Linked DNA regions of Mus musculus: region 2 is linked to region 1. The links are chromatin contacts, called in public HiChIP or PLAC-seq maps. All regions are on one chromosome and are shown on one strand. Each heading gives the region's core, a stretch centred on a gene start, on an enhancer-like site or on the middle of the called end of the contact. The rest is flanking DNA. Distances are from core to core; before and after follow the strand shown. Region 1 overlaps Gm31901 (a long non-coding RNA gene). Region 2 has its middle 28 kb from the start of Gm32130.

Evidence for each region. HiChIP or PLAC-seq counts read pairs in DNA pulled down with a chosen protein or histone mark.
Region 2: a contact with region 1 is called in an H3K27ac HiChIP or PLAC-seq map of trophoblast stem cells, with 9 read pairs. The contact joins two enhancer-like sites. A contact is called at or near these places in 2 of 484 Hi-C or Micro-C datasets (embryonic fibroblasts and regulatory T cells), 6 of 115 datasets of contacts at active chromatin or transcription factors (embryonic stem cells, intestinal villus epithelium, memory CD8 T cells and 2 more) and 1 of 9 other capture datasets (embryonic stem cells).

Annotation. Positions count from the first base shown.
Region 1 is chr16:95,682,153-95,687,746 of GRCm38.p6, reverse strand. It overlaps Gm31901 (a long non-coding RNA gene), which reads right to left. Exons shown (of 5, transcript XR_385092.3): 5 at 4,189-5,129. Among named protein-coding and RNA genes, the nearest start is that of Gm31901, 8.0 kb to the right of the region's middle. Within about 2 kb of position 1,841, at least 28 of the 459 cell types and tissues checked have an H3K27ac peak or open chromatin away from gene starts, as enhancers often do. A contact at or near this core is called in pancreatic cancer cells and trophoblast stem cells, where this site is marked.
Region 2 is chr16:95,827,852-95,833,546 of GRCm38.p6, reverse strand. It overlaps a transcript of 1600002D24Rik not described here. Among named protein-coding and RNA genes, the nearest start is that of Gm32130, 28 kb to the right of the region's middle. Within about 2 kb of position 1,871, at least 142 of the 459 cell types and tissues checked have an H3K27ac peak or open chromatin away from gene starts, as enhancers often do. A contact at or near this core is called in pancreatic cancer cells and trophoblast stem cells, where this site is marked.

The DNA of each region.
Region 1 (5,594 bases), core at 592-3,091:
ACAATAGTGGACAGGCAACATCTGCCCCTATGGCTGACAATCTCACCCTTATGCTGAAATCTCAAAGACGGCCAAGTTTCCTCTAAACCCTTTTAACTGTTTTCAGGGCATCTCCATGCTCCTGTGGTAGACCCCAGTCATCAAGCAGGCATGACGTCCCATTTCACATACATGAAGATCGCCATCCTGAGATTTCCCTCACAGACACTCCTGATGATGACTCGGCCGTAGTTATTCATCTCACTACCCAGGACAGGAGCCATGCAACCACAGCCACACACACCATACAGCTCTTTGTGAATTTCCTCCTGGGAAGCTCCATGCTTAGGCTTCTCAGCCTCAGTTGCATGCCTTGCTACCCCCCAGCCAGGACCACTCATTCATTGCTCCCCAAATTCATTTTCATGTGCCGATTGTGCTGTGTAAAAAATTTTTCCCGGGGAGACTCAAGACACATGTCTACCTACTCTAGATAGGGCTTCCATGACAGACCAAAGTATAAATATCCCCGAAGAGATATAACGGAGAAGGGGCTTCTGCCCACAGAGTAACCCCAGCATGCAGCATTTGAGGTGAAACGCTCCCCATTGTCTCGAGTTCCTCAAGGTCAGAGAACTTTGCTTTCTGGGGGGGGGGAGGGGTGGTGTGGGGTGTGTCTTATGGAGGCGATTGGGGGCGGGGCAAGGTGTGAAGAGTAGGGTGCTGAATCAGGAACTGTCTGAGCAGCTTTGTGTACTTCCTGTTTGCTCACTAAGATGTGAGCTGCTCCAGAGTAGCGCTCTGGTCACCCTGGAGCCTCCTGCCTCTGAGTCTCCTCCGCCATGATGAACTGTAGCCTCTCATGAGTTGACATAACCTCTTTCTCTACGTTGCTTTTCATTATGTAATTGGTCATAGCTACCGGAAATGTAACTAAGACCGGCCATCTGCTGGCTCTCCAGGCTCCAGGACTCACTCTAAATTTCTTTTCTCACCGCCTAACCATCTACCATCCCTTAGTCCTCTGGGCTTTATTTCCATCACAAACTGCAGGCTGGCTGGACCCTCCTCTCACCGCCGTCGCCTGCTGTCCTCTGGTCATCACCATCACTGGGATGGACCACTCAGCAGCCAGGCCATGCTCCGATTCCCCTCACCTGGCAGCCAACCTTATTGGTAAATCCCACGAGGTCACCATTTCTTCTGAGTCCTAAGCAAAGGATAGGATCACATTCTCTTGGTAGCCACAAGTCCCCATCCCTAGTCCCACCTCCCAGGCTGATATGCAGCTCACCAGCCCATCCCCCAACCCCAGTGCCCAGCCCATTTTTGTGCCCACTGTCCTGGAACAGCCAATGTTGTTGCTCCCGGGCCTTTGTTCTTAGGGTGCCTTGGAATTCCCCGTCCCCGAGGCTGTAAGTCTGCCTATTTCATAATTCAAACCCAATGGCACAGAATGCTTTCTGACCCTGCTGCTATGGGCCCTCAGCCTCCTGTCCCTAGCTCAGCTGCTAACGCCCAGCCCAGCCTTTGTCACTTTGAAAGTCACCTTGTTAGTATTCTGCTAATCTTATTATCTTTTTCCCATATATAAACAAAAGCTCAGGGAGGGAAGATCCTTGATGTGTTCCTTATGGTGTCCCAGTACTTGCCACAAGTGCCTGGGATCCCTAGGTGTTTCTGAACACTCCTGCATCTAGTCAATGATTAAAGGATGAATGGGGAGAGCCAGGTTTGTCTGTAGCACTGTCCCACTAACTCCAGCTCTTTATGACTCTCTTCTTCTCCAACTAACCACTCAGGGTCACCTTTAACCCTGATCAGAGTCATTCACCAATGACTAACGTAAAGCCAGAGAGTATGTTATGAGGACTCTCCCTCTAGGTGACAGCTGCTGGGGGCCATTAGCTCCTTCTGTGACCTTGCCTGTGAAGATAAACGACTATGTGCCACATGTCTGGCCACAGATTCTATGGGTCTGGCTTCTCAGCCTTCTCAGCGTCACTGAGAGGCCTCCAGGCTACCCTGACACAAACTGTTTTTATTAGTTCCAAGGACCTGAGGAAGCCGTGCATCCTCCTGCAATGGCTGACTAAGGAGTGTACACACTCCTTCCTAGAGTCATGTTGTAGACCCTAGTGGCCTCTGTCTCATAGGCTGTCATAGCTGAGGATGCCTCTCGGGAGAACTTCATGCCACAAATCAACACAGAGCCGCTGGGCAGAAGAAGGGTGTTTCCGAGGCGCCTCAGTTACAGACTGAGTCTTCCTCTCACTGAAAATACAGCAAAGGAGGTGGGGGGAGTGAGGCATGGGACAGGAATAGGGAGTGTGGGGGGATGGAGGGTAGGTCTGTAATCCTGATACTCTGAGGCAGAAAGAGATCATATGAGTTCCGGGCCACTGTGAGCTACAGAGTGAGACTGAAAACAACAAAAATACAATCAAAACAAATGATCCAATGCTCACAGAAAAACCACACTTACAAATAAAGTGTCTGTCAAAGTGCCCAGGAGCCCCGGGGCTCCAGTGAGATAGAAATTCAGTGTTCTGTCCATGAGTCTTCCGGACAGTGGCCCAAGGTAACTCCATGATTGTTCGATGTCGTCTTTTCCTGCTTAGCTCCCACACGCCTGAGTAAGGAGAGAAGCCGAGGCACATGTCTCTGAAGGGCAGTGATTCAAAAAGTAGGTGGCAATTACTTGGGATTCCGTTGCGCGACTTCATGTAGCTGCAAGGGAGACTGAGAAACGTATTCTCGCTGGGTGAGTCTGTTTCTTGGAGAATATCTGCAGACATGACTCAGTGGGCAAGAGCACTGGCTGCTCCTGCAGAAGCCCTGGGGTCACGTCTTAGCACCCACACAGCAGCTCACATCATTCATGACTCCAGCTCCAGGTGGTCTCACACCCTCTTCTGGACTCCTTGGGCACCGTATGCACGTGGTGCACACACGTAAATGCAGGGAGACCACTCATACACATAAAACACAATAAACAAATCTACACGTTTTTTAAACGTGAACACTCCGGATACCGATGACAGACCAAAGAACAGTTCCGCCCGTGGCTTGCTTCGTGAGCCAATGCGGTAGTGATTTAGGCTCCTTTCAGGGCAAGGTTAGTGGGTGATGGGTGTGGGCTGACTTGGGAGCAGCTGCATCTCTGAGAGTCCAACACAGGTGGAGGCTGCATCCGGAGCCCCCCCCTGCGACGTGCATACAGCGGGGTGGACAGACACCTTCCAGTTGTTCCTTATGAGATTTTGTGAATCTTGCAACTTTTCAGGAACTCTGCTTCTGTTTTGTGTTTTTGAGGCACTATCTCACTGTGTAGCCCAGGCTGGCCTCCAACTTTTAGTCCTTCTGCTTATGTGTCCCACATGCTGGCCTTGTGTGCGTGCGTGTGATGTGCGAGCATGCATCTGTGTGTGTGTGTGTGTATGTCTCTCTGTGTGTAAGGATGAGTAAAAGGCAAGTTTGGAGGAAGAAATAAAAGATGAGACTTTCAATGACCCAAACAGCTAGAGCAAACTTTATTTAATGCAAGAGGTGGAGTGTCAAGTCCTGGCCACACTGAGATCAGGACACAGAACGCAGAAGCATGGCGACCAGTGTTCAGGAAAGCCACGCATTAGTGCTTCAGACTGAGGTCTTCGTAGCTAAGGGTAAGGAATCAGAATGCGGAAGTTACAGGCTGTTTTCCCCAGACAGGCACAGGTCAAGCATGGGGTGTCTGGGTGCGGGGGCAGCCGCTTTGCTTCTAGGATCCTTGAAGAGATGGTTTCCCGGGACTGTGAGCTCAGTTTGGGGCCTGTGAGCAGCATATGGGGGAGTGTTCCTTTAAAGTGTGCTTTAGTGCGCATGTGCTTCCTCTAGAATGCTCTACCTTGCTCCTTCTGAGACAGTGGCTTGCAGAGTGCCCTGTTTTTTCAGGTAAAGTGGGGGCTTCCTCCTATCTTTACCCACCAGCACTGGCATTACGGGCACACATGGCTTCCCCATGGTTGCTGGGAATCCAAACTCAGGCCCGTGTGTTTGTGTAGCAAGCACAGTTATGGAGCCATTTTGTTTCCATGGCTACATTCTCAACTGGGTTTTAAAAATCCACAGGAGCTCTGGTGTGTGTGTGTGTGATTCTGTCTACCCAAAACAAAAAACAAACAAACAAACAAAACAAAACAAAAAAACCACAAGAAATCAAAACAGACAAGTGCTTAGAACATTTATTTTAAAGTAGGAAGGCTTGTTTCTACAAGTGGCACTTTTAAAAAATGGAAAGCAGCATTTCCTGAAACAGGAAGGTTAGCTGAGGGACGCCATTGTTCGACATTTCTATAAACGGTCTGATTCTGCCTTTGTGACTAGCGATGGATGGGTCGGTCTCACACTTGCCTCTGGAGTCAGTCCTTGCAAAGCTGTGCTTCTGGAAAACGCTACGCACATTAAGGGGTAAGGATACCAAAGGCCAAGGATGCTTGTGAGAGTTGTGATGTCAGAGGTCAAGAGGCTCGGGAACCCGGGTGTCTTCAGATGTAGACTGTTACAACCTCCTCGTTGGTGAGAAGAGAACATCTGGGTACCCAGTGCAATCGTACGCTCCTGAGGTCTCGTGGCTGCTCGGCAGCATGGCCCAAGGCCTGTTCCCTCCACTGCTCTGCCAAGGCTCTGTCTCTGCCACCGGCTTATTTGCTGCTTATTCCAGCGCAACTTGAACATCCAGGTATTGAGTTTTGCTCAAAACCAAGTGACAACTTCTAAACTAAACAATGACCGAGCTCACGGCCATGAAAGGGCCAACTGCAAGGCTCACAGTCTTGGTTGAGTTTCTGCTCGTGGGCATCGGCCCGCCCACACAGTAACCCTTTGTACTTTCCGAGAGGCTCATGTACTCGAGGTGGAGCCGTGGAGTGAGAGGAGGCATCACAACCAAGGTGAATGTTCCCTTCTGAGAGTGGAGCAAAGGTGACCGGCTAAGAGCTGACTGGAGGAGGGGGTGGGGTGCGAGGTCCTGGGACAGCTTGGCCTTCTGAACAGGTGCCTCTGGCCTGCTTTGACCTCCACTCTAGGGTCACCTATTCATACTCACTCCCAGAATCAGCCAGGTCCTCTCGGTCATGTGGCAGCTATCTGATTAGGCCAATGTGTCATTTCTGTGGAGAGAGAGAGAGAGAAAGAGCCAGGGATGGCTGCCACCAGCTTTTGGACAGTGTTCCAGGAAGAGCAGAGTGGTGGTGACTATGGCCTGAGCAAACAGTACCTCCACCGGCTCCCAGGTGTCATGGGCATGAGTCACCCAGATGCTATCTGAGGGAGAAAGTCCAGACAGGGTCACCAGTGAGTCACAGGCCCCATCAAAGACCTTTGAGGTATACAGAAACCAGGTAGGAAATAAAAACAAAACCCTTACTAGGAGACCATGACTCTGCACCCACAGAAAGGGAGGGCCAGGGTCGGGGATCTCCAAGCCATTGGAACCCCAATGCCTATTGGGACCTTTATGTTGTGTGTTTGGATATGCCTATGAATCCCAGGTTGGATTTGAGCTCCTTAGGTATGTGGCTGGGCTGGCTTCAAACTCAAACTCAATGCCCTTCATCTGCTTCCTGCTGGGACTC
Region 2 (5,695 bases), core at 622-3,121, 150 kb before region 1:
TCTCTGCTCCGTTCTTACCCCCTTCCACAGTTCTTAAGAAAATTCCCAATGGTATAATCTAGCTACTTCTTTACACCGAGCTGTATCCTCAGGATCTTAATTTCGGCCCGAGCGTTTGTATGAAGGCGTTTGACTTCATTCTTGGTCACTTCCTAAAAATATAGGCCAGTGATGTCAACTAAAATATTTTTGGAAACTCATCCAATGTGTCTGCCTGTCCGCATGGGGCCTGAGAGACACAAACATTAATCAACTACTATTTGTTCATCATGTGCTCTTGGGCGAGGGTTGATGGCCAGGCCCACGCCCATTATGGCCAAGGTGCTCAATCTCCTGAGAGAGGCAGAACTCAGGCTACAGTGTCAGGGGCGAGCATGTCAGATGGACTGTCTCCAACAGAGAACTGGAACAAGCCCACCAGAAGTTTTGATTAGGACTTCAGGAAACTTTTATTTTTGAGAAAGAGAGCAGCCTTTAGCTAGACCTAAACATGTCAGAAACATAGCAATGAGGGTATGGGAAGTGAGGGTAGGGGTATGTGTGGGGAGTGTGTGGGGTGGGAGTGGCAAATCCCCAGGATAAAGCTGGCAGAATAGCAGAATAAGCAGCATCTTGGAGACATTGGTGTAGGTAGCCATCAAAAGGTGGTATGGATTTGGGGAGTAAAAGGAATGGATGAATCTCTAGTTTCCTCCTGATTGTTCTATGTTTATGCATGTGGATGCATGTACATGCATGTGGATGTGTGTTTGTGTGAGTACACATTTGTGCAAGTGGACATGGAGAGAGGCCAACATTAGGCATCAAACACCTCCCCCCCTTTTTTGAGACAGGGGCTCCCACAGGCCTTCCGGCTTGCTACATCGGCTTCCTGTCCCACAACCCCCTGTGTCTTTCTCCATCATCCCAGTGCTGAGAAAACAAATGCATAGGCGTCCACTCCTGGCTTTCTAAAACATGGCTTCCAGGAATTAAACTCAGGTCCTCATTGGCACAGCAAGCACTATGCTGACTCAGACATCTCCCCGCTTCGATGCTATCCGTCTCTGTAGGGCGTCTAAGAAGCTCGGAAGGTCCTGTTCACACAACAGCAGAGAGGCCCGGCACACTGAAAATTCATGGCTTCAGCTAATCAAAGAACTGAGGTCATAAGACAAAACACTACCCCACTCCTGAAGTTAGAGAGTCAGCTAGGAAGACAAAGAGAACTCCAAGTTATGGGAGCAGAAACCCAAGACCAGCAGTCTCCATGGTAACGATTGCTGGGTTTCTTTGACCCAGTACAGTATGCTTGGCTTTCAACAAAAAGTACAAGGTGAGCTAAGAGACACAGAAGGAAGGCTGGGGAGGTGGATGGAGCTTTGTAATTGATTTAGATGCAGCTCCGTTGAACAGAGTAAAAGGAGTCGGGGGTGGATGGGGGGGGCAGCCTGTGCACGTTAGCTTACAGGAGTCAGCACTGGCTGTGAGAGCAAGCCTGCGCAGGCTGTGGGAGTGATGGAGATGGAGTGCAGCTGTGTGGCAATGCACCTCGGGGAAGCCTCTCTCCTTGCTTCAAATAGGATCCCCTCCTTCTCTGTCCTCACACAAGTCCTGAAGCTGGCCAAAGTGTGGCTCATACAAATGTCTAGATTAATGAGGATGCCAACAGGGATGTAACTCAGGGTACTGGGCCTGCCTTGGGCTGAAGTCCGTCTTCTGAGTTGGAGTGGGCAGGGAGAAGTGGTGTTCGCCTCAAAAGCAGTGACGTGTTGCTTTATGGAACAAGATCAGCGCTGATCATTGTTTGTGCTTCCTTCCTTCATCCTGTCATTCAGCACTGACCTCTGGTCATGATGACTCATCAGCCCTCCGAGCAGCTGTGAGGAGAGTTACCTCCAACACAGACAATGGAGGGAAGCTGGTATGTGGGCTGAGATGGGAGAACAGACAGGATCATGGGGGAGTGGAGGAGGGGCTGAAGGTCCTGCAAGAATCAGCAAGGACAGGCTTGCAGGAAACCCATTCTCTTCTTTTGGAGGGGAAGTTGCTTTTTTAGACCTGACCCCACTGTGCCAACGTCACCTGTGACCACAGGGATAGCAGGTACATGCCAATGAGACAGCAGACCCCGGCGCAGTGAGGGATACCACCAGGCATGGTGACAATATTGACTGTCAACATGGCAGGGTCTAGAATCACCCTGAAGACAAGCCTCTCTGGGTATCTGGAGTTTCTAGATTACGTTCATTAGTGTGAGAAGACCCAGCTGAATGTGAACGGATAGGCTGGTTCCCGGACCGAAGAAAACAAAGACCAGACTCCTCTCTCTGCCTCTGGATTGCAGGTGCAGTGTGACCAGCTGCCTCACACCTCTGGTGTCATGGCTTCCAAATATGATGGACTGTACCTTCTGTTTACAAGACCTAATAAAGTCTTCTTTCCAAAGGCCTTGTTTGTCAGATACTTTGCTGTAGTAAAGTAACCAGTGCAGGCATGGGTGTCACAGGCTGGCTCTGACGTAATCTCCCACGCCACCAAGAATTAAATGGTGCTAAGTCCCTGGAGTTTGTCACATGAAAACTTCTTGTGTGTCTAGTATTCCACTCAGCCATTGGGGCTGATTGAGAGTTTGGCCCCTAGCAAGTCATCACAAGGGCGTAAGCTCCGCAGCGACTACAATTAGTTGAGTTAGGGTCTCCAGGAGAAGTGGGTCAGAATCACAGAATCACAGCAAAGCTGCCACAGAGGACGCACAGCTGCCAGCAGAGAGATGTAGCAGTGAGTTTGGTGAGTTTAGCTAAACTGCTTGGTGATAGGCACAGGTCTTGCTCCCAGCCACCAGCCAGAGCCCTCTGGATTTGCGAATGAAACACACACACACACACACACACACACACACATACACACACACACACACACACACATAGTTAATTTTAAGTGCTTTGACTAGCTCAAAGGCTGGGCAGGTCTAATCCTACCCGCTGCTAGCAAACACCCCCTCCCCCAGTACTTCTTAGTTAACATCTTTTAAAATCTATATTTCATCTCTGCTACCCCAAACATATTTGGGGAAGTGGCCATGTGGCAAGCTTCCCGATTGTCACAGGTAGCAGGTGATTCTCTTTCTTTCCTTTCTCCCAGTTCCTAGCCCGTGCAAATCTAAAGGTCCTGCCTCAGTTTACCTGCCCAGTCATTGGCAGTTGCTTCTTTATTGATGGATTGAAAAACAATTGTGGGGAAAAAACTTCAGCATTTGGGCATGCAGATTCCTGATTTTGGGGACCTAGCTGGATTAATTCAAAGCATTAGAACCAATCCCCAACAGAGGCTGGAGGTTGGCGGCAGCTGCCTTTTTGGAGGTATATATGTATCTAAATTTCTCAAATTCTGGAAAAGTGAGTTTGATTTTGGGGTGAGATGAATCTGCCACCTAATAGATGTGTGAACTTCAGAAAAATCATATATATTTTCCAAGTTCAGTTTTTCCCTTTGTGATGAGGTCAGAGGCAGGTCATTTCAGAGGTGCCTCGGTCTGAGGATTACCTCCACCAGTGCTGGGCCAGGGTCCTTACACCCTAGGGTCCCTTTAGTCTCTAAATCTACACTGGGAGCAGGCTTAGTGCTACCCTTTTTGATAGAAGTGGAAACTGAGGCACATTCCTGGTAAGTAGTTTCCCTTGGGTGACTTGGGTCCAATGAGGGAACAGAGATGTAGTCCCTTCCTCTACGCCTTGACCCTGGGTAGGATGTGGCTCCTGAGGTGGAGATCTGAATAGTGACATGTGGAACTGAACGGACCTCTGCTTTCTTCCTCTCCTCTCCTCTCCTCTCCTCTCCTCTCCTCTCCTCTCCTCTCCTCTCCTTCCTTCTTTTCTTGTTCTTTCTTTCTTTCTTTCTTTCTTTCTTTCCTTTCTTTCCTTTCTTTCCTTTCTTTCCTTTCTTTCCTTTCTTTCTTTCTTTCTTTCTTTCTTTCTTTCTTTCTCTCCTCCCTTCCCTCCCTCCCTCCCTCCCTCCCTCCCTCCCTCCCTCCCTTCCTTCCTTCCTTCCTTTCTGAGGCCCTGACAGGAAGTTCACCCTTCAAACATTGATGACTAGAGTCAGCACTGTGAAATATCCCTGCTGTCTGGAGGTGGAGACAAGGCTACAGGTCTAAAGCTGTGCTGGGCTTGTGAGTCCCTGGAGGCAAGTGCCACCAAAGAGGTATAGGATCTGTTAGTACCATTTGCATGTAGAGTGAAGCTTACTTCTTCAGACAGAATCTTTGAGAATGGATGCTATTTCTCCATTTCCTCCTGAAAATGTGCCTAGACAGATCTGTTTCCCAAGGCCACATTGCAGAGGGGAGAGAATCAGATATTAGGAAAGCAAATCCCACAGAGATTGGATATGCCTCTGAGAGAGGGGACGCAAAGGCCATGTCTGTGCACGGTTGAAGAGAAAGATGGCTCTAGAGTTGACTGTGGCTTCTTGGTTAAAACACAAAACAACAAACAAGCAAACAAAAAACCAGAAGCTACAATCATTTTTTCCCCATCACTGGCCCCAAATGATGGCAATCTAAGTGACAGAGACAATCTTTGAAAAGACTGGTTTATTCTGGAGTGATAGCAACACATGTGCTGTAGCAAATTGTGGGTGCATCTGGGGAGGTTGAGGCAAGATAAACAGGGTAGCTTGTAAATGAATAGTCCTTGACTGTAGGACCAGCAACAGGGATGAGGGAGGGGTAGTTCACAGTTAGACAGGCAATGTCCTTGCAGAAATATTCTCTATGTGAGGTCATGGTGACCTCTGGGCAAGGTAGTGATCCTGACAGCTCCCACTGTCGTCAGGAGCATGCCCATGACAGATCTTCTACTTGCACCAAGCTGGGTAGTGTTAGCTGTCAACTAGACATAACCTGGAATCATCAGGGAAGAATGTCTTTGTGAAGCCTTATCTAGATCAGGTTGGCCTCTGGGCATGTCTCTGAGGATCATTTTGATTGCTGATTGATGTGCGTAGGACCAACCCATGGTGGGCAGCACCATTCCCTAGGCAAAAGGTCCCATCCGGTATGAGAGAAGAGAAAATGAGCTGGGAAGGTTCATAGAACTATTCTCTCTGCCCCTGACTGTGGATGACTAGTGGCTTTAAGATCCTGCTTTAGGGCTGGAGAGATGGCTCAGCAGTTAAGAGCACTGACTGATCTTCCAGAGGTCTTCAGTTTAATTCCCAGCAACCACATGGTGGCTCACAACCATCTGTAATGGGGATCTGATGCCCTCTTCTGATGTGGAGTGTATTCACATACATTAAATAAATAAATAAATAAATAAATATCCTGCTCATGTGAAGCCTATCACCTCACTTCTCAAGTCTTGGTGTGCTCATCAACCAGAAGGAATAAGGACATTGGCTCCAGTCCCTATCTACAAGCTTTAGTGGAATGAGATGACCCAGTGTACTGGCTAGTTTTGTGTCAACTTGACACAGCTGGAGTTATCACAGAGAAAGGAGCTTCAGTTGGGGAAATGCCTCTACAAGATCCAGTTGTAAGGTATTTTCTCAACTAGTGATCAAGTGGGGAGGTCCCCTTGCGGGTGGTGCCATCTCTGGGCTGGTAGTCTTGGGTTCTATAAGAGAGCAGGCTGAGCAAGCCAGGGGAAGCAAGCCAGTAAAGAACATCCCTCCATGGCCTCTGCATCAGCTCCTGCTTCCTGACCTGCTTGAG